Linked DNA regions of Mus musculus: region 2 is linked to region 1. The links are chromatin contacts, called in public promoter capture Hi-C maps. All regions are on one chromosome and are shown on one strand. Each heading gives the region's core, a stretch centred on a gene start, on an enhancer-like site or on the middle of the called end of the contact. The rest is flanking DNA. Distances are from core to core; before and after follow the strand shown. Region 1 holds the start of A430010J10Rik (a long non-coding RNA gene). Region 2 holds the start of Prdm5 (PR domain containing 5).

Region 1 (4,414 bases), core at 1,362-3,861:
TCATTTATTTATTTATTCTATGTAAGTACACTGCAGCTGTCTTCAGACACTCCAGAAGAGGGAGTCAGATCTTGTTACGGATGGTTGTGAGTCACCATGTGGTTGCTGAGATTTGAACTCAGAACCTTTGGAAGAGCAGTCGGTGCTCTTAACCGCTGAGCCATCTCTCCAGCCCCTGAGCTATACTCTTAACCTCATAAATGTTTTTCTTAATAATAAATTTAAAAAAAAAAAGAGCATCAGCTAAGGCTGTGCCTTTGACTGTGAATTTTCCTTCATCAGTTGGGACTAGAAGCAATGGTACCTGGCCACTGGTCAAGGGAGACAGTCATCAGGAGAAGAACACAGCTTGGATCAACCTGGCACATGAGATCCATTTACTGTGCTTTGGTGAAGAGTGCTAGGAGCCACAACCACGAGTCTAAGCTTCCAATTGCACCTCTCAGGTAGAGGGCATTTGTTGCCAGGAGAATTCTCGGGATCATTGAGACATTTAATAATGTGCTTAACAGCAGTAAAAACCAAGACAAATTTATGTGATTACAGTACATTTGCTAAACTCAATAGGTCATTCTAGCTCACTGGTTATTGGCATAAGCTGAATCCAAGTCTCCATTCCACCCACTTCTTGCTTCCAATTCAGCCACAGAAAGTAATCTACTCCCTAACAGCATGCCAAGTGCTATGCTTGGTGTTGGAGCCCTGCAATGGTCAAGACCATTTCAACAGTTGGATCCCTCCACTTCATCTCCTAGAAGATATCTACCATTGCTTTTTCCTTCTTTCTAAGCTTTGAGTTTCTAGAGGATTAACTTCACAATAGCTTGGAATTGGAGTAGGAATCTCTATGGCTCCTGTCTATAGGACTAAGGCCAGCCCATCTAGCACAGAACACTTGTACTAGGCCATGGTGGATGGGTTAGCTACTTCTCTAGTTGCTGTGAGAAAATATTTGACAGAAACAACTTAAGAGAAGAAAGATTTGCTTTGCCAATGGTGTCAGAGGCTCAGTCTATCATAGCAAAGAGGAACAGTGGCTGGGACAGATATGTCCTGGGTGGAGGGATTGTAACAACAGGAAACAGAAAAAAAAAAAAAAACCAAAAAACCAGAAGCAGGGCAGACTATAATTGTCAAGCGCCTATGTTCAATGGTTAGGCCCCATATTAATTTGTCCCAGAACTTCCCAGAACCTGCTGGGGACCTGCTGGGGACCAAGTGCTCAAACATTGTGATACACATCAAACCAATGACTTTCACCTAGCAGGTAAACCAGGCTCTCTGTGGAGAGCGACTCTGGCTACCTCTGCCTCACCTGTTCCTAGATTTCCTTATTGGCCTTGCTCAAACAACTCTTTACCTAGAAGTTTCCAGGGATCTATCAGGTTCCCTGGTCTCTTCTTTTTGTATTTAAACTTCTGATCCTCCTGCCTCTACTCTGAAGTGTCGAGATTACAGATGTATGTCATCAAGCCCAAACAGTGTGGCAATTTTCGTTTTACACCTTCAATAGTAGTGTGCCTTGTAGCCACACAGAGGTCTAATGTTTGAGCTGGAGAAGCAATCAGCTTTTCAGTTTTTCTGTTAAGGGAACTTGATACTGTAGGTAAGAGCCACTAAAAGATGTAACAGAAGGAGGTAACATGACACAGTTCTTCTGAGAACTGCCTGGTCTCCTGTCAGTGAGAATAAGATAGCTCGCTAGCCAAATTGAACCAACTGGTTTGAGGGGGGGGGGCGCGTTGGTGGGAGTACAAGAATCCCAACTCTTCCTTTAAGGCATGGAGATCTTCAGTTTCCTGTGCAGTGGCCTAGGAGCATCGTGTCCAGAGACTAAATCTCTCTGAGATCTCAGGACCTCTGCATTCTGTTCTCATTCTCAAGAGTAGATATGTCTCTGTTGGTTTTCTCTGCCTAAAACTCGTCCCTCAGGCAACCAGACAAACCAAGAGCACAGGTTGTGTGTTCATTGGATGACAGACTGGACAAAAGCTGTCAGGGAGAAAGCGAATCCTCTAAGAGAGACCAATATCTCCTCCAGGGCAAGGGAACACAGAAGCCAAGGTATGACCCGAAAGCCAGCTGATTTGTTTGTGGTGAGAGAATCAGCTTCGACACTGCTAAAAGTTCATACTGGCCAGACCAACGTGTTCTCGCCCTGTTGAAAAGTCCATTCCTACAAAGCCAAATTATTCAAAGGAGACTTGGTGAACAAGTGTTAAATGAAATGTGTTCCCCAGCTTAGTTGTCAATGGAGTTCTCAACCGTTACAGGGATTGCCTTGCCAAAGGACTTCATCATTCAGGTCTGCTGGCCAAGTGTCCTTCTCACCAGAAGACTGATATAAGGCCAGTCCTTGAAGTCTATCATGCTTTTAAGTTTTCATGGCTGGCCAATTTCCTTCTCTCATAATGTTAAACCATTTCCCCCAAGTCACCAAGGATTCATTTAATCCCTTATTGTCACAGACAAACTCAAAGTCATCTACTTAAGAACACATTTAAATACAATTGCCTAGTTTTTAAACAAAAACTTATCCCAACCACTATATATACATACATATACCATATACATATACCATATATATATATATATGCACATATATATATATGTATATACACGTAAAGATATTTCTTATTTACATGTGCTACATGTGTGTTGTTGGCTGCAGAGGGTAGAAGGTGTTAGATTCCCTAGAGCTGGAGTTACTAGAAGTTATGAGCTGCCCCACACAGATGCTGGGAATTCAACTCAGGTCTCTGTAAAAGCAGCAAGTGCCCCTAACCACTGAGCCATCCCTCCACACACAAAACAAAACAAGTCTCGCTATTTAGGTCACTGTATAGGCTGACCTCAAACTTGAGATCCTTCTGCCATTGCTTCCTGGATGCCAGGACTATGATGTACACTGTCACAACAACCCACCTATTATCAGTTGATTTACAAGTTCGTCAAGGTTGCTGGATAACATTTTCTAATGGCTTGCAATGGGAGAAAACAACCTTTTAAATAAGGAGCTTAATTCTCCCCAGGAATCCTGAGTATGGAAACTCTTCCTCCATCTGAGAAGGGAGTAATCTGAAGGGATTAACCTAGTGCCTGGGAAATTGGGTGAGTACATGGGACACAGGAAGAAAAGGGCAGACATTGGAAGGTCTTGGTAGCTTCCAGCCATGGCAGAGTGCTGTTAGGTATAGGTAGCAGAAAGCACTCTACTAGAACACGGAAAACACATCCTTGGTGTGACGTGATGCTGAGTCCCCAGCCCATCTTCGGCACAGATACTCTTCCCCAACGCTCACCTTTGAACTAAATAACGATATTCGTATCTTCTTGGAGGGCAGAATAACAATGCATGAAATCATAGTCCTTTACAAAATGTTCTTGCTTATCCACCCCATTCAGTCGGGCGTCTTAACAGTGGCGGGACTGACTAGTAATCATTTTTTTTTTCTCTCAAACTGTCATAAACATACCAAAACATTGACCTTCATGTGTCTACGTCTGAGATTAACTGCAATAATGAGAAGAGGGAATATAGCAGTGAGACATTAAGAGGAAAGGTGACCCAGTGCGGCTGGTGCTTGTTGAAGCTGGACAGCTGACACAAGGGGTTCACTACGTTGTTTGCTGTACTTTTAGGTCTTCCGGGGTGGAGCTGTGTATTCCTCTGAGCCCTTGTTGTGACATAGAGTGAATAGGGTGAGGAGGAGCCATTCAGCAACTTGGTCTAGCAGGAAGCTCTCCTTCATGACCTGATGGTATCAAGCGCCCCCATGTGGCAAATGTCTAAATCGTCTCTGCCGGCAATAAATGTGAGCAATTGTCTGATCTCTGTGTCGGTGTGGGCGGGGCTGTTGGGGCTGATGAAATCTAGGGCTTTGTGTATAGTAGACAACCGCTACACTTTATCCCCCGTCCTAACTTGTAATTTAAGAAACGTCTTGATTTTGTTTTGTTTTGTTTTTAAACATTTGTCTATAGATCAGCCTTGGTTATTATGTTTCTGACACACTGCTTCAAATCTGCGGCATCATTTCAACTTCCATAACACTTGACTGCTAATTTGTGATTATCTGCTTATTAATCTGATAAATTCTTCTTCCCTTCTCGTCTCTTTTTCAAATGGACTAGAAGGAAGGAGGAAGAGAGGGAAAGAGAACAGAAAAGAAAGGAGGAAAGAGAGAATTAGACTCTTCTCCCTTCCCCTACCCCAATGTTCATGCTATGTCATATGTGGATTAGCAAGAACCATTGTCTCATCTTCTGCCATTGTTAAGTAATTAGCATGTCCGTGCCATTAGACCCTGTTGGAAACTAACTTCTGCCACTTGAGCTTGTCATTTTACTTCCCAGAATATTTCCCCTTTATCTGTAGCATAAGAGTGGCAACACTAACCTGGCCTCTGCAGGG
Region 2 (4,414 bases), core at 1,104-3,603, 1.4 Mb before region 1:
TTCGCAGACTGCAGTTGGAAACCACCTTACTTTAGAAATGTGGTAGTAGTAGGCTTTCCTCTAGGGCTTGATATCTCAGGCATGATTTCTCTCCAATTCAGTGGATTTTAGGTTTAATTAGGTAGCTGTTGGTTGTACCTATAATACAAGTGCCACTTTTGCATCTTGATAATATCTTGTTGGTAGCACCATTGCTTCAGCCCATAAGCTTTCAGACAGTAGGAAAATTGAAACTTTTTCTCTGTTGGCAAGTTGGTCTTGCCTCTGCATTACGTAACCAGTGAGATATTACTATATTATATCTACGTGGCTTGAGATGGTTCTGGAAAACTGCATACTTCTTCAGAATTATCTGTTTTGTGGTTTGAATATACAATAAACCCCATCCTTTCATAACTGGAGTACTTTCTCTGAAAATGGGGTGCTCTTTTGGGAAGCTCTGTAAATTCAGAAGCGGACACATGCTGGGGGTAGTAGGCCTTGGGGGGGGTAGGTTCTTGTTGGTTGTATTAGTCCATGTTGCCTATTGTCTTGCTGTTTCCAGAACTACCATTATGTGAACTGATTGAATCTACAGGACCTTCTCACCATAACTCACCAAACTGAACCTGTGAGCCAAAACAGATCTGACAGTTGTATCAGTCATGTTTGAGTCAATACAGTTGGGTAAGGTAAGTTCTTTTAAAAGAACTCAGAGCTCAAGTCACTCTTTGGTTTTATAGTGGAAAAGGGGAAATCGGTGTAAGAACATTAGTCCTGCCTTGTTGGTTAATTACAAATACTTTCACGTTCCATCACTTCTGCAGGTTTTGAATTTATAAGTGAACTGTAGGTATAAACAGGACACATATCTGCTCAGTTTTATCTTATAGATCCTTCTGCAGAAAGCAGTGCTTTATCTTTTGTTGAACACAGTTGAATGAATTGACTTGGACAACTGACCACAGTATAACCATCTTAGTGTTTATCCTGATGTGTTATCTAGCTTGGAAAGGAAACACTGGAGACACGCAACAAAGAGAGGCAAGATATATTTGGTTTCATGGGCTGAGAGGTTTCGTGGCTCCATCACTTTCATGTCTCATGGCAACACAGAGGCACGTTGATGTAAAGGTAGAGAAAAGCTGCTCACCTTGGCATCCAGGAATCAGAGAAAGATGAAGAGGGACCTTAATGTCCTTTAAGAGAATGCTCATTTAATGACTTACGTTGTCCTATCAGGCTCTATCTTTTAAGTTCTACCAGCTTCCAATAGTAGCACTGGATAATGAATATGTCTATGGATGAATCCATTGACTAGGCTAGAACATTCCTTATACAATCACTTCCCAAAAGTATTCAACACATGAGTTTTGGCGAGACATTACCAAGGACTACATTACAGTCCTTTTAACAGCTACTCTGCTTTCTACTCTGATTTCTATTTTCTGTGATAAAACATTCTGGCCAAAAGGAACTTGGGGAGGAAAGGACTTTTTGGGGGAGAGGACAGGGCAAGAGGCGTATGTTTCCCATCTTGGTCCATCATTGAAAAATGTCAGGGCCAAGAGCTCAAGGCAGGAACTTGGAAGCAGGAGCCAGAACAAAACACTGCTTGCTCCCTATGGCTTGCTCAGCTTGCCTTTTTAAAAGACAACCTAGGACCATGTGACCCAGGGATGTCACCATCTACAATGTGCTAGACCCTCCCATTCCAATCTTTAATCCAGAAAAATGATCCACAGACTTCCTACAGAGCAATCTGATGGGGACATTTTCTCAATTTAAATTCCAGCTTCCCAGAGGGCTCAAGCTTGTGTCAAGTTAACAAAAAAAACCTAACCAGGATAACTGGTCTATTAAGGACTGGTAACCCAGTCTTGTTGAATGGAATGCAAGGCCCGGGGTCTGACTTGAACAAATCTGGTAAGAGGACTTGGTAGTCACAAGCCTTGGAAAGTAATAATCACTTTCCAGAAGGCTCCTCACCATATTACTTAAATACTTATATCCAATTCTCATCTTGAAATAGAGCAGACTCCTTGGCCTCTCCTTAGTTCAACCCTGGAACACTCATCCAGTAAGACTCAAAGGTTTCCCAGACTTTCTGGGTTGGTCTCGGCTGTGGTTAGCAAAAGGCTGTTTTGGAAATGCCAAGGCCTATTTCATTCTGCATCTGAGGAGATGCGGGAACCTCTGCCGAACGCAGAGATGGTGAGGAGGGTCGATGTGGCTACAGGCTCATCCTCATCTCGGAGCTGGAAGCTCCATGGCCTGGGGTTTGAGGCTTCCAGCCGGCGCCACAAACTTTGGGCCAATCAGCGCGGCCCGGTGGCCTGGGCTCCCCACCGCTCCGGCCGCGCCTGCCCCGGCCGAGGAGGGGCCTGGCCGCGGGGAGCCGAGGAGGGAGGTGGGGATTCTGGGAGCCGAGCTCATTTCCTCCTCCCGGCCGCCCCAGGCCCGCACCCCATCTCCACGTGCGGCGCCTCCGGAGCGCGGCCGAGCCACGGAGGATGCTGGGCATGTACGTACCAGACAGGTTCGCCCTGAAGTCGTCCCGGGTCCAGGACGGGATGGGGCTCTACACGGCCCGCCGCGTGCGCAAGGTGGGTGAGCGGCCCGCTCAGGCCGCGCCACGTCCCAGGGCCTGCGGGGAGAACGGGCCTGTAGGGAGCGGGTGTCTGGTTGTCTTTCGCGGCTGTGGCGAGAGGCTCCCATGGGCTGCAGTCTCCCCCAGCCCAGCGCCGGACGGCTCCTGAATTCTGAACAGTTGGCAGCCTGGTCATACCCCTCACTGCTTGTGCAGATGGGCCCTGGCAGCTTGCAGCCCAGTGCAGGCCCGGGAGCCACAGAAGCAGGCCTTCCCGACATTGCCATCCTGGGGGTGGTATCTGGATCTTCGGCCTATTTTCTTTGAGTTTTTGAATTTTATCCTGGCATTGGATCACCTTCCAGAACGGCACAGGCATGGGATCAAGTTAAGCGCAGGTTTCCCTGTCTGTGAGATGACCCACTATAGATGTTGGTTGTTCATTGGAGAGATGTAGAAGACAGGAAACCAGAGCGCTCCAAATCTTAAGTTATAACTTTAGAACATGGTGGCTTGAGCTATTGTGGGTTAGCAGACTTGAAATAGAGGAGTCAGGGCAGAGACATCTAGAGTAAGCAGATCCAAGGTTCACAGAGCAGGGCCAATGCTTGGTACTTTGTCCATATATATCATTTGACTTTACCCCTCAGTACTCTGGGGAACTGTCTTTTAGTTATCATTTAAGAGGTGAGCATAGGAATGCTGCAGTTAACCTGCCAAGTTAACGAATTAAGCTTCAAACCCATGGTTTCTGAAAGGAAAACATATGCTCTTTCTAGAACATTCTGTTATGGAACAACATGTTTATAAACCTTGCCCCTGACACGTTCCCGGCCTCTCCTCGCTGTTTTGATTTTGCCCTGTTAGCAGATACTTAGAAAAGCAGAGGTTCAGAGGGTAGTGTGTGAATGTAGCTCTGGGCTCACAACATGACCTACAAGAAGTTACCATAGGTCAAGTGGTCAAAACAAAACAAAACAACAACAAAAAACAACTCACATATTAAATGTAGACAAACAAAACACAGGAGTTAATACTTCATTCCATTTAGTGATGAGTTGGATAGATATTGCCACATGACGAAATGTCAAAATCAGCAGTCTTGCAAAGCCAAGTATCACCATCATCAAATGACTCCCATGTCCCATTGACATATGCTTCTGTTTAGGTCTTACAGCATGAAAAACCCCTAAATGGACTTTTCCTGAAGGTTTCTGGTGTAACTATAATTAAGAATAATTTTGTGCTCACGAATAGTAGGACACCAGACAGCTGTCCAAAAGTAAGAATTACTGCACAATCCTCCTTCTGCTTTACTCAGACCATTTTTTGGTAGTTGAGCAGGGCATTCTCTTTGACATTTTCATGTCCTTGTGTTGGGAGTACTCGTTGGTGTGGGCTGAAGCATCTTGAGCCATCCTACTGCAGCATTGGTAGGCATTCATCTTCTGCTGCTGATATCACTTAAACAAACCAACAGATTTTCATCCAGATAACATCTAGCATGATGACCACACACAATGTGGCTTACAGAAACCCAGCCTGTTTTTGACAGAGTTGTTATTCTAAGATATGCAATCACAAGCTCACGGAGAGCTTCCCTGATGCCTGTACGGCAGCTGTTTCCTCCCCTGTACTCCAAGGACAAAGCTGAAGCCTCCCAGGCTTGTGAGAAGAAGCTGAGTGTTCTTACACGCCTTACCTATGTCACCACATCTCATCTCTTAATTATTTCCCAAGTCACCCATGTACATATCTCCTGACTATATTTCAAGAGGTCTGAGATGACAACAGCTGTGATTGGAGCTATGTTAAGGACCTCAATTAAAAACTCCTCATGCTCTT

What was found. Promoter capture Hi-C pulls out the DNA fragments that hold promoters and counts their contacts.
Region 2: a promoter capture Hi-C map of stem cell-derived epiblast-like cells shows a contact between it and region 1, with 6 times the contacts expected there. The contact joins the promoter of Prdm5 here to the promoter of A430010J10Rik in region 1. A contact is called at or near these places in 4 of 39 promoter capture datasets (the 3T3-L1 cell line, 3T3-L1-derived adipocytes and stem cell-derived epiblast-like cells) and 1 of 115 datasets of contacts at active chromatin or transcription factors (embryonic stem cells).

The regions. Positions count from the first base shown.
Region 1 is chr6:67,155,190-67,159,603 of GRCm38.p6, forward strand. It overlaps A430010J10Rik (a long non-coding RNA gene), which reads left to right and starts at 2,612. Exons shown (of 3, transcript XR_001785271.1): 1 at 2,612-3,111; 2 at 3,643-4,414.
Region 2 is chr6:65,776,609-65,781,022 of GRCm38.p6, forward strand. It overlaps Prdm5 (PR domain containing 5), which reads left to right and starts at 2,354. Exons shown (of 15, transcript NM_027547.2): 1 at 2,354-2,585. The coding sequence starts at 2,493.